Regions from separate parts of the Mus musculus genome. Here region 1 is linked to region 2. A link is a contact called in public Hi-C data. All regions are on one chromosome and are shown on one strand. The core of a region is the stretch at or near the end of the contact, and the rest is flanking DNA. Distances in the headings are between cores, read along the strand shown. Region 1 overlaps Syne3 (spectrin repeat containing, nuclear envelope family member 3). Region 2 overlaps Dicer1 (dicer 1, ribonuclease type III).

Region 1 (3,554 bases), core at 230-2,729, 200 kb before region 2:
ATAGTTATGAATCAATATTTGGGTGCTGAGTACTGAACTCAGGTTTTCTAAAAGAACAGCCATAATTTTTAACCATTGAGCCATCTCTCCATCCCTAAAAACCCTTTTTAAAAAACTTGCATGGATGAGAATCTCATATTACTGGCCCTGCCCACATCTCCCAGCATGCTTCATGGGGCCCTTGATTGGCATCCTTATCAGCCAGGTGGGGTTCTTGAGCCACTGGGCATCTGTGGCATGATGCCACCTTCTCTCTCAGGAGCTGGAGGCCCGAATCCCAGAAGGCCAGCACCTCTTTGAGAACCTGCTTCGTCTCAGGCCGGCAAGGGACCCCTCCAACGAGCTGGAAGATCTGCGCTACCGGTGGATGCTGTACAAGTCCAAGCTCAAGGACTCTGGCCACCTGCTGGTAGGTGCTGGGGCCAAAGGTTGGGGGTCCCAGGAGGCAACCATGTCTCGGGGAGACAGAATTGCATCTATGCATGTTCATTCCTGCGTGTCCATATTATCAGGCCACGGTGGCTGCTTAAAGGAGGAGAGGAACACTCTTGGCTCTCAGGTTCTTGTAATATTATTTATCCATCTTACCTCCCAGGGAGGCTGGAGTCTATGACTAAGGGCAGTGACTCCTGCTTAGTACATAAAGATGTCTTGCTCCCTCTGTGTTATAGTTTTACATCATTTCCCATTTGATCCTAGAACCACCTTCTGCTGGAATAGCTGCATCCCAGACTCCAGGGGGAATAGCTGAGTCCCACTCCTAACCCCAAGGCTAGAAGGGCCACATAGCCCTTCACTGGGGCGTGGTGTTGCCATGGGGATGCCATATGGAGCTGAATCCTGAGCCTCGGCTCCTCTCTTCCTGGCTAGCCCTTTTATCTCCTGGACCTCCTGTCCCTACGAAAACCATTGGTTAAGATAATGATAGCCTTTGTTAAAGACCATGACCTCCTAACTTGCCCGTGTAGGAGAGGGTCTGGTGACCAAAGCGAGACAAAGAAGTTAAGTGTCCTGGGTCCAGGAAGGAGCGGGTAGGGTGGCTCCCTGGACCCCACTTTTCAGCCACAGCTTGAGGCAAGCCAGGCTTTTTTGGCTCTGCAATTGCCAGGTTGGCCACTAGGTGTCAGCTCAGCCCAGGCCATATCGACCACATTCCGAGCCCTGGCCAAGGCCATCCAGACAGTGCCACCTGGACCTGAAGTGTGTTAAAAAGCTCATTAAATGGGATCCCCTGCTGGTGCAGGCTGTCCAGATGACCAGCAGTTTGAACAAAATACTCCCCTGACAGAATGAATATTCTGTTACGGGGGTTCTGCTGGGGTTTAAGTTTTACGCGCCTAGCTGACTTTTTTTTTTTTTAAACCCCATTTCTTCTCCTTTCCCTAAAATAACAGACCGAGAGTTCTCCGGGGGAGCTGACTGCATTCCAGAAGGTACGTGTCTGCCATCTGTTCCACACAGCTAGAGGGCAGAGAATGTGCAAGGCTTGGAGCCTGTGACTCTGGCGCAGGGTGTCTGGGTTTTCTAGAATGTTCCCGGAGAGCTGGAGATCACAGATGGAGAATCAGCTTTGGTCTGTAATGGGCTGGGCCCCCGAGGTGTGTGTTCTCAGGAAGCCCCAGGCTCAGGGAGGGATTGAAGTGTGTGTAGATGACTTAGCCTTGACGTGAGACTGAGAAGGACCCTGGATTTGTCATCCAGGCCTCGGGACACTCTGGAGAGAGACTGAATGCTGCACTGATTATACCTGTGACAGCAGATGTAAACCAGGACTGGCCCAGGAGCCTGGACTATCCCAGGCAAATAGATCTTGTGGCCTTTTTGGCCCCAGGGGACTCATTAGAAAGGGTGGTGGAGTCCTTTGCTCTGCCAGACAGGCTGTGCCCACTGCTGTCCACTGAAACACTTTGGCTCTTCCCGTACTGGTCACGGCGAAAGCGAGAACAGTGCCAGTTCCTGCCCTCTAGGTGGCACCCCTAAGGTGACACCAGGTGTCACACCAGATGACACAGCCTAGGATCTGGGTGTCAGGACTGGTGCTCAGTGGCCTCAGTTCTTTTTGCAGTGCTGTTTAAGGTGCTCCGGGTTTTAGAGAATGCACCCATGATCCTTAGACTCATGCATGGGCTTGGGCAGTAAGTCGTTGCTCTGCCTGTGGCAGAGGATGGCTGCCCGCTCACTTCCTGACCAACTAGCAATGAAGGGAGAGGGAGAGGCTGGGAGAAGGGGAGGGAAAGAGAGAGAAGGGGTGGGGAGGAAGGGGGAGAGGGGGAAATTGAGTACTGAGACCTGGGCATAAGCTTCAGCCAGCTAGGCTCCAACTCTCATAGTCTCTGTAACCTCCCCTAATAGGGACAGCCACCTAGGGGTCGAGCTGTCCAAACCACGATTCTGTGGGGACATCTGCAACTCAAGCCAGGACAGTCGTGGCTGGGCATCTCCATGCACTCTGCCACTCACAAGGAATAGCTTCCTTAACCCAGCTCTAAGCCCGTGGAGGGAACATCATGGAGACAAGATGTGCCCAGCAGCATGTGACTGCTAACTGGCATCAGCCTCAGCACCTAATGCTTTGCTGTCTCACAGGGTGCCTTGGAGGCCTCCCTGGGGCTCGGAGGGTCTCCCCAATCCTGTCCCTTGCTGTCCCCAGTGTTACCACTGTTTTCTTGCCAAACGTTGACCCTAATAACGTGAGTCCACAGCACAGTCTGGTTCAAAGGACCCGGCGTCACTTCAGATCCCTCGTGCCCCAGAGTCAGCATCCCTGGTGTGGACACCCTGGGTTCAATCCTGGCCTCTGGCAGCTTTGGGAGACCAAGGCTGAGCCCTGGGCCTTTCAGCTTTGTGGCCTTGGACAGATGACCCTGCCTTAGGTCTTCCCATGTCTTTCGTGATGTGTGAAATGGAAGCCCACACTGGCTTCATTTACTCTGTGGATTAATTTGAAGGCTTTTGTGAAGCCAGGAGGTGCTGAGGGAGGTGTGTTTCGCCGTAGTTCAGAATGATGTGAACTTTGTGGAGTGCAAAGGTGTCAGGAAAGGGCATGTGATCCCTACTGCCTGGCCTGGTGGCCCCTGGAGGAAATGGAAGTCCCAAGATCAGTGTTCAATCTGCCTGTGGTTGCTGCACTTTAAGCCCCTCCATGATTGAGAGTCCACATCCATGCACCCTAGGCCAGAGTTGATCAGGGGCAGCCAACCTTTAGTCACTGAGACGTAACATTATGTTCTACAAAGTTACAAAGAGCTGTTGCCGCTGTGGCCTCCTCCTCCTTCTTCTTCTTCCTCCTCCTCCTTCCTCCTCCTCCTCCTCCTTCTTCTTCCTCCTCCTCCTTCCTCCTCCTCCTTCCTCCTCTCCTCCTTCTCCTTCCTCTTCTCTTCCTCCTCCTCCTCCTCCTCCTCTTCCTCCTCCTCCTCTTCCTCTTCTTCTTCAAAAAAAACCCTCACAGTATTTTGTTTGTTTATAGTTTTGTGTTGGACCACATTCCTAGCTGTGACATGACACACGTACCCCTGTCAGAAAGATTCTAAGTGTTAGTTACATCTGGATCCCTG
Region 2 (3,224 bases), core at 400-2,899:
AGTTTTCTCACAAGCTCTCAGACGTTTTCTTCACACAGCTTTGTTCATGGTACGTGTTCCTACAGCTCATGCTGGCGTGCATGGTCTCTGCATCTTACTGGGTGGCATATAAAATGTGATGAAAATCTAGTGAATAGCCGGATTACAGTAGTGCACGCCTTTAATTCCAACACTCAGAGGCAGACACCAGCCCAGTGCACATAGTGAGTTACAGAACAGCCAGGGTTACACAGAGAAGCCCTGTCTTGGAAAAATAAAATCTGGTGAAGGATGAGGTAGCCTTAGGAGACAGACAGACAGACAGAGGCTGGGAGGCAAGAAGCACGGGGTGCTGAAGAGTGTGGTGTTCAGCAGGCTTACAGGCAGGTGGGGTGGGGGGGGAATCTGTCGTGCTCTGCCAAGTGCTTTCCCTCCTGTCTGACTGAACTTGCTTCGTTTTCACAGTTGTATTAGAGTGAAATGCTAATTTTAACAGCTAGTTCTTTCAGTCATGTCTTTTAGTAAATAATTTTATGAAGGATTTTATTCTGATGTTAAATATAAAAAGATTATTAAGTAGCTAATTTGTGAAGTCAATTTCTTAACATTGTTTTTTTGTTGTTGTTGTTAAAAAAATGAGTTGTGTCTTCTAAAATACTCTCTCTGATTGCTTTTAGGTTGCCTAGGGTATGCATAAATACAGACTTGGAAACTCTGAAAGAACTTAGAGTCAGCATTTCGAGGTAAATATGTACCTATTAAAGTAGTGTTCTGTTGTCTCAGTCTGATTTATTAGCAGCCAGCTAAAGTGTACAAATGTGTTTACCTGCCCATGAGTGCTTGAAAGGCTTGGGTGTCAATGAGTGCCAAGAGCCAGCTGTGCACTGGCCTGGCCTTGCTGTGTGTTCGCAGTATGGGTTCAGCGAGCTGACCCCCAAGCCCGGCCGGCGTTAGAGCTGTTAAGATCAGGGTTGAGCTCGCTAAGCTTTTCCTATCGGCTTCTTACACGTACTCCTTACAGCTTGCTTTCTTTTGTTTTTGAATCATAATAATCATTTAGGAAAGGCATCCCATATTTATTTTTTCCCAACACTAGCATTGTTAATTCTAGTCTTGAGCTGTCTTATAAACCAGTTTGATGAAAGAGTGGATAGAACAGGTTTAACAGTTCTTGGCGTTTGTATTTAATTTCATTTGTTACTTTGGAATTACTGTTGGATTTCATGCATACTCTAAAGACTTAACTCTCGGTTTATTTGGGTGTCTTGGCTAAGTATCTCCTCGCTGATTTTTGTTTGCTTTTCATACATGTGAATCTGGGAAGTAACACGTGATTCCTTCTTTGCTTCTCTGTAATCTGTAAAGCATGGTCTTTACCGTTTGAGTCGCATGTACGTATTCTTTAGAAGTCTTTCCTTGGGCTTGGCTGCAGCTTTCTCTTTCTGTAGGTCAAGCTTTCCTGCGTTGCCTCTCATTCTCTGATCCTTGTTTTAGAAGAACACTTGGCATCCTAAAATATCCCCAACTCCTAAAATGTCTTTTGTTTAAAAGTTGATACAAAATCATGGCTTGTTGCTCAGCTCCTCATTGAGTGGGACTCTGGTGTGTGCATTCCCTTAACAGGCATCTTATGCTTGACTGTTTGTGCATTTATTTTAGAGCGGAAGCGTGGGCATGCTGTGAGTTTCCAATGAGCTGTCACAATGTCAGAATGCAGTTCAGACAGCAGCAGCACAGCGCTCGCAGACATTAAAACGGTAAATCTGGGTTCTCAGCGGCGGAGAGGACGAGGGCTTAGTTTTGTGTGTTATTACGTTATTCTTTTTGTCTGTTTGGTTGCTGTTTTTGTGGTGTTGGGTCCTGAATCAAGGTCTTGCTTTGCATTAGGTAAGGGCTCTGCGCTACACCCCAGTCTCCGTCAGTATTGCTAAGTAAGGAACTCACAGAAGCTGCCAAACAGCTTTGCCAGTTTCATCAGTGTACATTATTTGATAAGAAATTAAAACCCATAATTGAAAAGAATCACTTGGGGGTTAATCCTTTGGCTCTATCAAAGAAGTTAATGATGGCTCATCGACAAGACTCAAACTGTTATATAGCATCAGGGGTTCTGGGCCTTTCACTTATGGCTAAGTTTAAAACGAAATCAACTGACACATGCCAAAGAAAGTAAAAATTGGCGGAACTTTTCTAGGTTTTCCTGTTATTACATGATTAGGTTACCTATTGATGTGTTAATATTGGGCTTGCTTTCCCTGACTAGAAAGTGTTTTACTGGGGCCAGCTACCATGTATAAAATGAATAAAAATTAATTTAAATACTATGATCTTATGGAAAATATAGTTGGAAGGGTTCAATTGCTGTCTTCCACCTCATAACATCTTATCTTCTACCATTAGAGATGGCAACATTCATTTCCAAACCAAATAAAAACATACGGACTTGCCCCTGATTGTGTTCTGTTATTGTGTGGCTAGGAGCAGCAGATTTGATATACACAGAGAAATGAAGCCCATCTCTTGTTCTGAGGGAGCTTGTGTTCCAGGAAGAACACAGAGAGGGAGAGTCTGTGTAAAGTGTTTATGTTAGGACAGCAGAGGGAAGCTGCTTGCGCCACTCAACTGACTTGGCTTTCTGCACACCTGCGTACTTTGTTCGTTGTGTCTGTCCCATCTGTGAATCAGGACCGTGGCTCAAAGTCACACAATCTAATTGACCATTTTAAAGCAAGAGGGGGTATTTCAAAGCTAAGAATTTTTTAAAGTTCTAGAAGAATACTTTAGTTTATGAATATTAGTAATTTCAAGAAGATTTACTAAAAGTTTCAAAAATACTCATAAGAACAAATAAGGAGAGAATGTCTAAACTTCAGAAGTCACGGAAGCTTCTAGATGGAGGTCATCCCTGTCTCTTGCATGAGCCATGTTGGACTCCTGAATGTGCCTAGCTTGTGGTCTGCCTGGCTGGAGGGCCTCTCTGGGATGATCTCAAGTTTCTAGTCTGATGGCTTTCTTTCAGGTCTGTCCCTGACTGTCCCTTTTTCTTTCTTTCATCCTTCCTTTTATTTCTCTCCCCCCCTTTAGATCTTTTATAGAAGCAATAATGGTGATTTATAGTGCCATTTGTTCAGAGTTGCATACCTCACATTGGACGGTAAGGGAATTTGTTGGCTCATGTGTTTGGCAAGGATGTTAGGCTGAGCTTTGAGGTTGATTGATTGAGCTGCTCATTGATGTTACCAGGG

Evidence for each region. A called contact is a pair of places that touch in the nucleus more often than the background predicts.
Region 1: a contact with region 2 is called in a Hi-C map of forebrain, with 3 times the contacts expected there. The contact joins two enhancer-like sites. A contact is called at or near these places in 22 of 39 promoter capture datasets (the 3T3-L1 cell line, 3T3-L1-derived adipocytes, the C10 cell line and 15 more), 4 of 15 datasets of contacts at CTCF or cohesin (embryonic stem cells, large pre-B cells, pro-B cells and 1 more), 60 of 484 Hi-C or Micro-C datasets (the 63-12 cell line, B cells, the BV-2 cell line and 37 more), 15 of 115 datasets of contacts at active chromatin or transcription factors (a beta-TC-6 cell line, bone marrow-derived dendritic cells, cardiomyocytes and 9 more) and 3 of 9 other capture datasets (adipose tissue, embryonic stem cells and liver).

Annotation. Positions count from the first base shown.
Region 1 is chr12:104,937,461-104,941,014 of GRCm38.p6, reverse strand. It overlaps Syne3 (spectrin repeat containing, nuclear envelope family member 3), which reads left to right. Exons shown (of 19, transcript NM_001042699.2): 17 at 260-409; 18 at 1,395-1,433. Among named protein-coding and RNA genes, the nearest start is that of Syne3, 59 kb to the left of the region's middle. Within about 2 kb of position 1,479, at least 28 of the 459 cell types and tissues checked have an H3K27ac peak or open chromatin away from gene starts, as enhancers often do. A contact at or near this core is called in forebrain, where this site is marked.
Region 2 is chr12:104,736,281-104,739,504 of GRCm38.p6, reverse strand. The region is part of intron 1 of Dicer1 (dicer 1, ribonuclease type III); the gene reads left to right. Among named protein-coding and RNA genes, the nearest start is that of Dicer1, 14 kb to the left of the region's middle. Within about 2 kb of position 1,649, at least 18 of the 459 cell types and tissues checked have an H3K27ac peak or open chromatin away from gene starts, as enhancers often do. A contact at or near this core is called in forebrain, where this site is marked.